Regions from separate parts of the Bicyclus anynana genome. Here region 1 is linked to region 2. The links are chromatin contacts, called in public Hi-C maps. All regions are on one chromosome and are shown on one strand. Each heading gives the region's core, a stretch centred on a gene start, on an enhancer-like site or on the middle of the called end of the contact. The rest is flanking DNA. Distances are from core to core; before and after follow the strand shown.

Region 1 (6,467 bases), core at 1,027-3,526, 200 kb before region 2:
GGAAAGAGTGAACAGGCATCTTCTAGGCAAGCACAATACATCTTAGACCTCATCAAGCAAGCCTATACATAACATAACATAACATAAAAAACATAAAAAACATTGATCACTTTAAATAAATTCAACATTTTCATTAATTCACCAACTGACCTAGTAGATTGAATAACAGTTAAAATTTCATTACAATAAATGGTTAGTTATTAGTATTACATAGCCAATTTAAAAATCACTATAATTAACTTTCATATTTATTTAAGTTAAATTGATATACTTGGGCTTGGATTTGTCCTCCGCAAGATAGGGCACCCTTTTTCGGACATATTTTCACCCCTGTGGGAAAACTAAGACTAAGACTAAGACTAAGACTCTATAGGTTTTTCTTTTTTGGTGGGTAGGTCTGAGGTCTCCATATCCCTTCTGTAAGGTCTGACCTCGTAGTAGGCTATTAAAATAGTCTGATAATAACTATGTTTTTGTCTGTATCAGGTAAGCGAGCTATCACGAATGACCCCAGAAGAGGTAGAAGCGTACAGGACCGAGCTAGAAGGCATTCGCGTGAAGGGCAAGGGTTGTCCAAAACCTATCAAATCATGGGCGCATTGTGGGATCAGCAAGAAAGAGCTTGAGATACTGAAGAAGCTTGGCTTTGAGAAACCTACGCCAATCCAGGCGCAAGCCATCCCCGCTATTATGTCAGGAAGGTAAATATTACACATTGGTTATTATAATACATAGACATAGTGCTAGTTGACCCAGGGAATGTGCCATAAAAATTTTCATATAATTTTTTAACTTAAATCGCTCATGCAAAAAAAAATACAAGCGAGCGTTTTCGTATTTTAGCTGAGACAATTTTTTCCAATGTTCCTGTAAAAAATTGATTCCACACTCCACCACAGTAAAAAATTGATGTTTTTCGATTAGTTATAATCACCTGTTAGATCAGTATAAATAAATGAAGCTCTATGTCTACAAAATTTGTCGATTCCTAAGCGCCAAACCAACTACATAACCCTGAAATTCGTGGATCCTGTCTCAAAGTCTATAAGTCAGATTAGAGCCTAGTCTAAAGTTAAAATACAATATAAATGAAAAAAAAACCATAAAAGTAATTTAAAAACTAACTTCAAAGGGAAGAAGATGTTGGCTTGATTTTTTTAAATTACTTACTCAAATGCTAAAAATGCATTCTTTTTTTACAGAGATCTCATTGGTATAGCAAAAACTGGTTCAGGCAAAACTCTGGCCTTCATCCTGCCAATGTTCCGGCATGTCCTGGACCAACAGCCCTTAGAGGACACTGACGGACCAATATCTCTTATAATGACACCAACAAGAGAGTTGTGTATGCAGATCGGGAAGGATATCAAGAAGTTTGCCAAATCGCTAGGATTGCGCGTTGTTTGCGTTTATGGAGGCACTGGGATATCAGAACAGGTATGTCTAATTGTTTCCTATTTTATGTTCAGGTCTGAAGAGCTGGCTCTTACTTTAAAACTCCATTATTTAAACTGTTCCAATGGCAGGACTATGTTGATAACGATCAATTAGGTAACAATCACTATTCTATGATAATCATGGGACTGGTTTTAACCATGGTAGTTACTGCCTTAGCCAACCCTGACAAGGCCCAGTCCAATAAAAATCATCCCTTAATATGCTCTCGACGCTTAGAGGCGTAACTCCAGGGGTGAGAATTTCTTGAAGGAAAGAGTAAAAACTAAAACTCAATCCTTAAGGTTGAATTTGCTCTGAATTTGGAATTTTATTGAATATTCGATCATATTTAAAGACCTTTAGGTATAATTTTCTTAACCAATAATTAAAACTGTCAAAGCAAAATTGGCCAGTTTTTAAGTGAATTTTTCTACATGATTGTGCATCCTTTTATTATAAGAGGTCATCATCATCGTGTTACCTTTATCCCACTTAAGTGGGGTAGGAAAAATATGTCAATCTTTTGCATTCGTCTCTGTTACTCGTCAACTCATCATCCACTCCTTTTACACACATGTCCTCTTTAACACAATCCAACCATCTCTCCTTTTGCCTTCCACTTCTTTTACACACATGTCCTCTTTAACACAATCCAACCATCTCTTCGTTTTGCCTTCCTCTCCTCTTATGTCCTTCCACTTGCACCGTAGAGGTCAATGGATACATAATATATTTCGTCATAGATAGCGGAGCTGAAGCGCGGCGCCGAGATGATAGTGTGTACGCCTGGTCGCATGATCGACATGCTGGCCGCCAACTCGGGCCGCGTCACCAACCTGCGCCGTGTCACCTACATCGTGCTGGACGAAGCCGACCGCATGTTCGACATGGGCTTTGAGCCGCAGGTCAGCGGTGAACCTACTATTCAATAGTTCTGCATAATCCTTTCTCAACGGACATCTATTAACTCTAAACTACCTCACTGCCTTTTATCTTTATACGTCTAGCGGTTCTCGATATTTCAGTGACTTTTATATATTTAGATATCAATGAACTGTATAGGATTGAATCCCTACTTGGTGGACCAACGACATTGAACCGAACTGCAGGCCCATTATGTATCTCGGTGTACCGTTCAAATTTTAAAAAAATAACCTTAAATGCACCATTTTTCATTAAGTGGTACCGTTATTTTGTTTCTATGATCATCTCACATGATTTTTTATTGTGTCATTTCGTTGAAAACACAATGTTAGATGATTGCAAAATACGATGAAAAACGATATAGTTACAGATTACTTGAATCGTAAACCGAGTTACATAATAACGTTAAATGTGTAACGTTTTGTTTAATTAGGTGATGAAGATAATCGACAACGTGCGACCCGACCGACAAACCGTGATGTTCAGTGCTACCTTCCCGCGGCAGATGGAAGCGCTCGCGAGGCGAATTCTGCAGAAACCTATTGAAGTTCAGGTACACCATAGACAAAGACCTGTTTGTTTTTTTGTGCGTGGAGGAAAAGTCCCCATGGACATCGGCCGACTTAGGTGTGACTTGCACAGAACTAAACAACCTCCCGTAGAATCCTTGGTCAGCACGGCACATAACCATAAACATCTGAAGCAATAATAAATACTAGACTACGTTTTTCCTTCTACAATGTAGGCTCCAAATCCTCTCTCTTATAAAGGGCCTTGATAAGGAAACCTTTTATTGTATATGAATGGTCCACCACAAGGAAGTGGGTCATAGGCTAATAGACGAAACCTCCATTAAAATTGGATATTAAGGAAATTCCAACCTAAAAAACAAATATTTTCACTAGCTTCGCTTATTCTTTCCTACTCCTAAACCCCAACAAACATTTCAAGACCAAGATAAGATAAATCCGTTCAGCTTTTCTCGAGTTTCTCGAGTTGACTAACTAACAGCATTTCATTTCTATATATTTATATATAAGGTTCTTTACTCCTTGAAAAAAAAAATACTTTGTGGTCCAAAAATATATTTATTTGAATTTTGCTAACTTTAAGTTTTAAGTTTGAGCAAGTTTACTTAGTTTATACTACTAGTTTTTAGCTAACTAGGTACTAACTTTTTAGTTCAAAGATGATTCAAATTAGTACAATATTTTATTGTAGGTGGGTGGCCGCAGCGTAGTGTGCAAGGAAGTAGAACAACACGTGGCCATATTAGAAGATGACGCGAAGTTCTTTAAGCTTCTAGAACTGTTGGGGCTGTACAGTCAGATGGGCAGTATCATTGTCTTTGTTGACAAACAGGAAAACGCTGACAGCCTCCTCAAGGATCTGATGAAGGCGTCGTATTCTTGCATGAGTTTACATGGGGGTAAGTCGTTATTGTTTTGAAGTACATAATTAGTTAATTGGAAAGCGATATTCTAAACAAATTACATAAACGAGTCATCGAAAGCGACATCTATAGGCAAATCACATAACTAAGTACTGGAAAGCGACATCTATGGGCAAACTACGCGACTGAGCCGTCGGAAGCGACATCTATAGCCATTTTATGTAACTTAATCGTCCAAAAGTGACATCTATAGGTAAACTACAGAAGTGAGTCGTCGAATGCGTCTTCTACAAGCAAACTACATAACTGAGTCGCCGAAAGCGACATCTAGAGGCAAACTATACAACTGAGTCGTCGAAAGCGTCATCTATAGGCAAACTATGTAACTTAGTCGCCGAAAGCGACATAGTAGATGGGCAAATTACATAACTTAGTCATCAAAAGCAATATGTGCTTATTAATATTAGATTATTTATTAGGCTGATTACATTTACACTCTTATTTTAATATGCTGTGATTTACATATCTGTATTGTATTTTTACATAGATATTTTAGAGACGGAAATATAGAAAACCTTACTAAAACTGATCAATTTTTATTTCAGCTTCTGTTCGTGTACAGAGGGGACATATTTGCGTGACATTTATAAAATTTGTGAAAGTGTGTACTGCCTCCATAAAAAAATTTTGCGAAATTAAATTTAATTATTAGTTTTAAATAACTTATTTTGCCATAACTTCGTGAAACTATTTTGTGATTATTTACATTGGTTTCAAACGACTGTCAAGAAGAATGCAAATAGCAATAATTAGAAATATATTATTTCTTTTAATTTTTAAAAAGTCCTACCGACTGCGCCAATTTTAAAGATAGGAAACAAAATATTTTATTTAATAATAATATTAATCGTTTATTCTCTATAAAACTGTAACATAATAGGGAAAAATAGCTTAACATTATAATTCATGGATGAGTAACAGGTATCTAAACTAAGAAAGAACTTGTATTATAGACACCTGTGCTCTTCCCTGCAAAGAGTATATTAAAAATAAATGATTACTGAAAAGAATGTCATTCCTTATTTCTGTTTTAATTATAAAAGGAGGCAGTATACCAAATCAATACTGTGTTAAAAGAGACGAATATATTAATAGTGGCCTGTTACAGGTATTGATCAATTCGACAGGGACTCGACGATCGTTGACTTCAAGTCTGGCAAGGTGAAGCTGTTGGTAGCCACCAGCGTCGCGGCGCGCGGGCTCGACGTCAAACAGTTGGTGCTGGTCGTCAACTACGACTGTCCCAATCACTACGAGGATTACGTGCACAGGTTAGTGTGGACAGAGATTACTGAGGAAAGGTAATGTAGCATAGACTAATGAAAAATATTTGGTGACTGAGCAGTACAAACTTTTTACCTTTATCTCAAAGAAAACAAGGAGGAAGTTTTCACCCTCCTTGTTTTCTTTAGACCATACGATTGAAGTGGAACTTCTTTCTAATATAAAAAACAAAGCGCCATCTATGAGCCTCAGGCATAACTGCATCGCAACAGGTTCTTGAAGCGTACAAAAAGGGATTGTTTCAAAGTTCTCTTAGAACACCATCTACTGGTAGTTTAAAATAACAAACACTGTTTCACTATGCCTGTAGATGGCAGCACGCATCTTAGAAGCCTCACTTTTAGTTGTCTGAGATTAGGGCAGCAGAGCCATACTTTTGCTGTTAATCTTGCCTATGTCTTTGTACTTTTTAACCGACTTCCAAAAAGGAGGAGGTTCTACGTACGGTTGTAAGTATGTTTTTTTTTATGTATGTCCAGCGATATTTCCGTCATTTATGGACCGATTTTGAAAATTCTTTTTTTGAAGGGTTTACTTCCAGGGTGGTCCCATTCTTTTCATGTCAGGATCTGATGATGACATCGTGGAGAAATCGAGGGGTGATACATTTAGAGCGGGTTTCACTTGGTCAGTCCAGCGCAATGAATGGTAAATATCAATGAAATTGTGAAACTGTCGTTGTATACAGATGCGGGCGGACCGGGCGCGCCGGCAACAAGGGCTACGCGTGGACGTTCCTGACGCCGGAGCAGGGCCGCTACGCGGGCGACGTGCTGCGCGCGTTCGAGCTGGCGGGCACGCCGCCGCCGCCCGAGCTGCGCCAGCTGTGGGACACCTACAAGGAGGCGCAGGAGAAGGACGGCAAGAAGGTGCACACGGGTGGCGGCTTCAGTGGGAAAGGTGAGCAACAATCTTCCTTACGCTGTAGCAGGTCTGCCACGCTGTGCGAGCTGTGTCAGATGTGGGACACGTACGAGGAGGCGCAGGAGAAAGACGGCAAGAAGGTGCACACGGGCGGCGGCTTCAGTGGAAAAGGTGAGCAACAATCTTTCTTACGCTGTAGCAGGACTGCCACGCTGTGCGAGCTGTGTCAGATGTGGGACACGTGCTAAGAGGTGCAGGAGAAGGACGGCAAGAAGATTCACACAGGCGGCGGATTCAGTGGGAAAAGAGATGGTCCATTTCAGGTCCACTCTTGTACCCCATATCATTAAAATTTAAAAAATACAAGTATTTTAGTGATTTATTAAAGTGAATAAATGTAACTAAATAAAAAGAAATAAATAAAATTAAAACCCAAGTTTTTGAGTAATATCAAGATGGAGCCCTTAAAGCAACTATGACATGACAATTGACAGCAAACGTCAAA
Region 2 (6,280 bases), core at 3,292-5,791:
ATCCGCCACTGGTTACCTACCAAAACTTAGCGACAAAAATGCATAGGTAAGTACCTACAATCTAATACCTAAAAAACAGTTATATGCATCGATTAATTTACAATTGATTTTGACAGTGACCTATACCTTAATTTATCTTATGATATCGATGAGTTTTTACCACATTTAATAGTTACTAGCGGACGAACGTGATTTCGTCCGCTTTGAATTCAGTTTTTCACAAATCCCGCGGGAACCATGGATTTTTCCGGGATATAGCAGCCTATGTGTTGATCCAGAGTAAATTCTATTTCCATTTAAAATTTCAACCATATCGCTACAGTAGCCGTAGTGCAAAGGAGAAACAAACACACACTCTAAGATACACACAAACTTTCGCCTTAATAATATTAGTGTACTTTCCAATTAATTAATTAAATTTTTAGGATGTTTTTAGTTTTTTTTTTTATTCTTCACAAGTTAGCACTTGACTACAATCTCACCTGATGGTAAGTGATGATGCAGTCTAAGATGGAATCGGGCTAACTTGTTAGGAGAAGGGTGAAAATCACACCCCTTTCGGTTTCTACACGGCATCGTACCGGAACGCTAAATCGCTTGGCGGTACGTCTTTGCCGGTAGGGTGGTAACTAGCCACGGCCGAAGCCTCCCACCAGTTTCTGCTTTTTAGTAAGTAATAAAAATGTCAGGAGAGACAATTAATAGTAGGTAATTATGGTTAATAATTAATCCAATTTGCTATAATACTTTATCTGGGAAAAACTGAGGAATCCATGTGGAAATGTCATCCAGATAGACGGAAAACCCTCTAATCACGCTTCCCACCGAAACCGGAGCATCCTCAGGAGATGTTGACTCTACGACTTTCAGTCGTCAAGTTATAGGTAGATAATTTGATTAAAAACTAAACATTATGAAGTTTACGCCTGCATTTATTCAAAACTTGTAAATAAAACGCTTTTTCTAAACAAGTATAAATTATAACACATGTGTCTATTTGCTTCTTAGAAAAATAAATATTTTTTGTTACATTTAAATATATTTGTGATCATAACAATTTTCCTAAGCGTTTTCCTAAGCATAAGTCAAAGCTATTCATATTTTGTTCATTCACTAAACACAATTGGTTGAAAAGTTACCAATAGTTACCAGAAAAATGGAAAATGATATTGGTACATTTATAATCTGTGATCATAACGCTTTTCCTAAGCAAGTGGCGCGAAAATCCATCACGCCTAGCTCGGCCTCGCGCCGTGATTGGCGCCCGAATAACCAATGGCAGCGCATCGAAGCGCACGCCTACCCGACTATTTTCCGATTTGAATAGATTCGAATACGTTCCAAATTCAAAAGATTTTTGTTCTTTTATTAAACCTATTATCTGTGGTGTCTTTTTATACGTACTGACTCGCTTGTCGTGTGTTCCTTCAATATAAAATATTGATATTTAAACAACATTAAACTGTACTACCTACTGGGTATTTTATTGTATATTTTATTTAAACTATCCGTCTCAATTGCGTACAGGTACCTACAGTAGCAGAGCACATAGTACCTACATACCTAGGTACTAATATAATTTAGATAGTTCCAAATTCAAAAGATTAGACCACAAAAAGCGTTAGCTTTTCGATGTCTGCGTTGTGTGGAGTAGACAGTTTATTGTGGAGAGATCCAAGATCGTCTTGTTGAAGAGTTGGTCGTGCTTATTTCTACTATTTATACACCCAGTAACATTGCTGGGTTTTAGGCTGAAGCATTGGCGTGTATAAGGTTGTAACTAAGGTACGCACTATATGTAAAAGTCGTACAAAATGGGTAATTCCTGCTACAGTATTGGTTCGTAATGGGTCCTAAGTAGGTACATTTTTGCATTTATGAGGTGCACTAGGTACTGGGCTGAAGGTTACCGATGAAATTACAGGCAAATAAGGCTTAGCACGTTAGTCAAAGACATTATACTATTGGATATGTCATTAGCGAATCGAAACTGAGGCGCACAAAGGTTGCTAATTGTCTTAAGTTAGGTTCAGGAAGTGTTAAAACTATTTACACAAGTATATAATGTACATAAATAAACACAGAATAATGTGCAAGTGTGCTTTCAGTGCAAGTGGAGTAGCTAAACCAAAATCTACTTTTGCGGGGATTTTGTTGACACGAAACATATCTATAACAGTAGAAAATCTTTGCTGACAACGTGTTCTTAGCACGTTCTGCGTACCTACTCTGCTGTATCAGATATATAAACATGATCGATGTATCATGATGTCCATCTAAATGTTATCACTGTCGCGTCTGTGATGCCAGTTTCCTGTGATAGATACCGGTATCAGGATGATCTCGGGTTAATTATAGAGACACTTAACCTTTAATATATTTACATTAGATTAGGTATGTTAAGGTACAAACAATAATTATAATTACTGTAAGTAATGATAATGGTTAAAGCTGAAAAGGTAAAGGAGAAAGTATCAAAGTACTTGGATTTTGCTCACGAGATTACCGCCATGTGGAATGTTGAGTCAACTGTTATTGTTCCGATAGTTGTTTCAGTCAATGGTCTTATAGCGAAAAGCTTCGACCAACACCTTAAGAAGCTATTAACTGTTGGATCAAGAGTCTGATACAGAAGGCAGTTATTCTTAAGACGGCGCATATTGTGATGAGGTTCCTTCACTCTAAAGCCCTGACCACCGGTTGCTTGGGCATTCAAATGTCCCGCGTAAATAAATTTTTAAATAGTGTTTTGTATTAGATATTTTGTATTTGTAACATTGTTAAAATTAAAAAAAAAAAATAAGTAGGTACAAATAAATAAATGAGAGATAAATAAAAATAATAATTAATTTATTATAATTTTCAGAACTTTTTAATAGTGTTTTGTATTATTCGGTGATTTGTCCAAACCTACCTACCGATACCTATAATTTGAATAATGAAAACTCTTTCAACATTTTATGAAAATGCATACTGGTAGCTGATTTAATGATTAGGTACTTTAATTAAGACTATCGTTTAAATATGACAAATACTCCCGTTCCTCTTCTACTATTAAAGCAATTTTATAAAAGTAACAGGGTATCTGCGATTATTACTTTCGGAGCTACAAGGATTTAAGGGGTCAGATTTGCGGCGCTGCCTCGGATCCTTCAAAAACGCCCCATACAAAATTTTCAATTATTCATATATGCTTTGTTCATGCATCTAATGTTGTTGTGTCTATTATTGTAAGTAAAACAAAACTTTTGCTAATCTACTTTACTAGAACTTAAAACGCAATAGAGCTTTTTACAAACTACTAACGCCATCTAGTTTCACAGTATCGAACAAAAAGTGTTTCCAACTCCGTCCGCCGGCGCTAGCGTGTCGAATACGCTGAAAAGTGAAAAATGAACTCCTACTTACAAATATTTAAATTATAACCATAAACAATTCGAGTTTTTGTTTCATTATGAATTTATCAATAAATTATTAATTATGGCATAGAAAATAAAATCGAAAAACATTAAACTATGGTATAAAATGTAATACATTTATAGGAGTAGTTATATACTTTATCAGCAATCTCTTAATTTCCATAATATTTAGCAAACTCACAAATGTTTGTAATATTCATATTAACGCTATTCAATACGCATTGTTATTAAACTCAGACTTACACAATGGGCTGAAGCTTTTTAAACACCCGCTGAAATGTATACAGCGCCCTCTTTTATTGCATCGTCGCATAAACTGCCACGAGCCAAACATCGCTCTATCTCGCTTTGTCGCACAGTTCTCTGTATGTTTATCTCTCTCAGTGTATTTGTCGCTCGCTCTTATCGATCGGATCATTGATCTTTGAAATTCGTCGGCAAGTCGAGTGGCGCGCGCAGTCGCTGGCCACTGATAGGGATGTCAACCGTACTATGATACATAGTATTGTACTATATTATGAGTCTGCGTACTATATACTTTTGAAGAAATAGAGTACTAGTAGAAGAATAGTAGTAGTAGTTTTCAACACTAACATTTTTTATTTTAAAACTTTATGAAAATTAGATTTTCACAGATGCATCTAAGAGTAGCTCCAAACTTGTCTATCTTATTGAGTTCCAAACTTTAAACGAACAAATTAAAAAAAATAACTTTCAGTTTCCAAAATTTTATTTAAAATTTAATGTGCAAAATGATAATTATGACACTCTCATTTTAAACAATTATACCTTGAATAATGCAACAAGTGTAAATAAATATAGTATTTTTTTTAATAAATGTCGAATTTTTGATTATTCCATAAATTAAGTGTACTATATTTTTATAGTTAAAACTGAAAAACATTATTTTTCAGAAAAAAAAAATTGCCAACCCTAGCCACTGTCGCCCGTCCCGCTCGCACACGCTACGGTTACGTTCTCGTGTTTCTTTTATTGCCGTTTTATTATTTCTTGTAGATGATCACGCGATTGTAGCTGTCGCTTGGCGCGCACACGTCATGTCCCCCGTCCCGCTCTAACGCGTAAGTTGGTGAATGTTTCGTCTCGTTCCGGCCGGCGCACGTCGGACTCGCTGCCGTGCGTCGATGTTTTGGGAAGTGCACCCGCCCGCCGTTCCCACGGTTCACCTTCTGAGCTGACTTCCTTACGAAAAAAACAAACAAGAGCTCGCTGTTGAAGAAAATCGACGTCTGCCGGTCGCGTTGAATGATTAATACAATTATGAACGCGCACGCTAGCTACCATCTCTTGACGTTAATAATAGCTCTTTATAAAGGACACGTGGTTGGTCAATGTCAGTTAAACGAAGGTTTTAAGGCTTTGATACGCATTTTAATGGGGTTGTTGAGGCACAGAAATTGTTTTGTTGCCAAAAAAAGTTTTAGGTTGCTTCGATGTACCTACCTAGTACTTACCGTTAGAAGAGATGTGGGCAACTTGGATTTTTTTAAGTTATCTAGATAGGTAGTTTTATGTGTTATTAATTAATCTTGGTACTTTCGAAGTTGGTTGAATAGGTAATAGCTATTAGATATTAAATATCTGTGTAATTGTAAATCTATTAAGATTTACAATTGCAATTGTAAATCTTATACGTTGCATAAACATTTTTTATGCAAGAATTGTTTTTCGGCTAATGGTGGTTGTATAAGATATAGATGAGATATTCTTTGCTATTTTCTACGTTTTTATTACTTTTGATAAACAGTTAAAAGGCTTGTAATGCAGAAATCGTAAATTTTTTATTTTATTTACATTTATATCGTGACTAGTGTGCGCCCGTGACTCCGTTTGCAAGAAATTCTGTTGTTTACAACTCTGTAACACTGTTGGTAACTCTGTTAACACTGTTGGTAACATACCTTAAAAAAATCATCTAAATGCGAGTATGCCTAGGGTACTATGTATTAGGATTTTATTTAACTAATCTAGATTATCTTAAACAATGCATTAAATATTGTTTTATTCAATAAGCAATATTTATGTTATGCAATTGTTTTAGTAGCTTTAGTTGGTATCAATCGCCAATAAAACTCCTTAATTGATACTCATATTTTTTATTATTAGCGGACGCTCCACTGTTTCTACTTTACTGATATAATAAAGCCTTTATTACTCTGGTAACGCTGCTTTCTATTAGTGAAAGAACTTTTAATATCGATTTAGTGGTTTAGGCTTGAAAACGTAACGAACAGACACACTTTCGTATTTTAATATAAAGTATCCTAACTTTATATCGACACTACTTTACTGCAATTCATACTAATATTATTAATTATACATAGACAATATAATGAACTTCAATAGAAGTTTTTTAAAATGTTAATATACTTTCATCCGCCCGTGCGCGATTCTATCGATCGTCCGTATGGATTTTAGTTTGTAACAAATCCCTCGAAAACCATGGATTTTTCCTGGATAAAAAGAGGCCTATGTGTTAATCCAGGCTATAATATATCTCAGTTCCAAATTTCAGCCAATTCGGTTCAGTAGTCGAGGCGTGAAAGAGTAACAAACATTCATATCATCAAAATCATCAGTTTTCGCAAATCTCGGGAAACCATGCATTTATTTAGCCTATGTGTTAATCTAAAGTAAAATCTATTTCCATTCAAAATTTCAGCCAAATCGCTTCAGTTAAAGAGGAACAAACATCCAAACAAACATACATCCAAACATCCATACAAACTTTCGCGTTTAAAATATTAATAGGATGTGCAATTTATTTATATTTAATTGTATTATTATAAGTTTAAAGTAGATATATTTAACTTTATATATTACGTTTTCCTTAAAGCTTC

What was found. A called contact is a pair of places that touch in the nucleus more often than the background predicts.
Region 1: a Hi-C map of whole body shows a contact between it and region 2, with 2.6 times the contacts expected there. The contact joins two enhancer-like sites. A contact is called at or near these places in 2 of 2 Hi-C or Micro-C datasets (whole body and whole larva).

What each region holds. Positions count from the first base shown.
Region 1 is chr19:4,755,725-4,762,191 of ilBicAnyn1.1, reverse strand. LOC112045235 (probable ATP-dependent RNA helicase DDX46) reads left to right here. Exons shown (of 18, transcript XM_024081340.2): 8 at 487-701; 9 at 1,203-1,437; 10 at 2,181-2,342; 11 at 2,795-2,914; 12 at 3,583-3,790; 13 at 4,923-5,085; 14 at 5,787-5,998. Among protein-coding and RNA genes, the nearest start is that of LOC112045235, 8.0 kb to the left of the region's middle. Within about 2 kb of position 2,276, at least 6 of the 8 cell types and tissues checked have open chromatin away from gene starts, as enhancers often do.
Region 2 is chr19:4,553,927-4,560,206 of ilBicAnyn1.1, reverse strand. No RefSeq gene overlaps it. Among protein-coding and RNA genes, the nearest start is that of LOC112045265, 26 kb to the left of the region's middle. Within about 2 kb of position 4,541, at least 8 of the 8 cell types and tissues checked have open chromatin away from gene starts, as enhancers often do.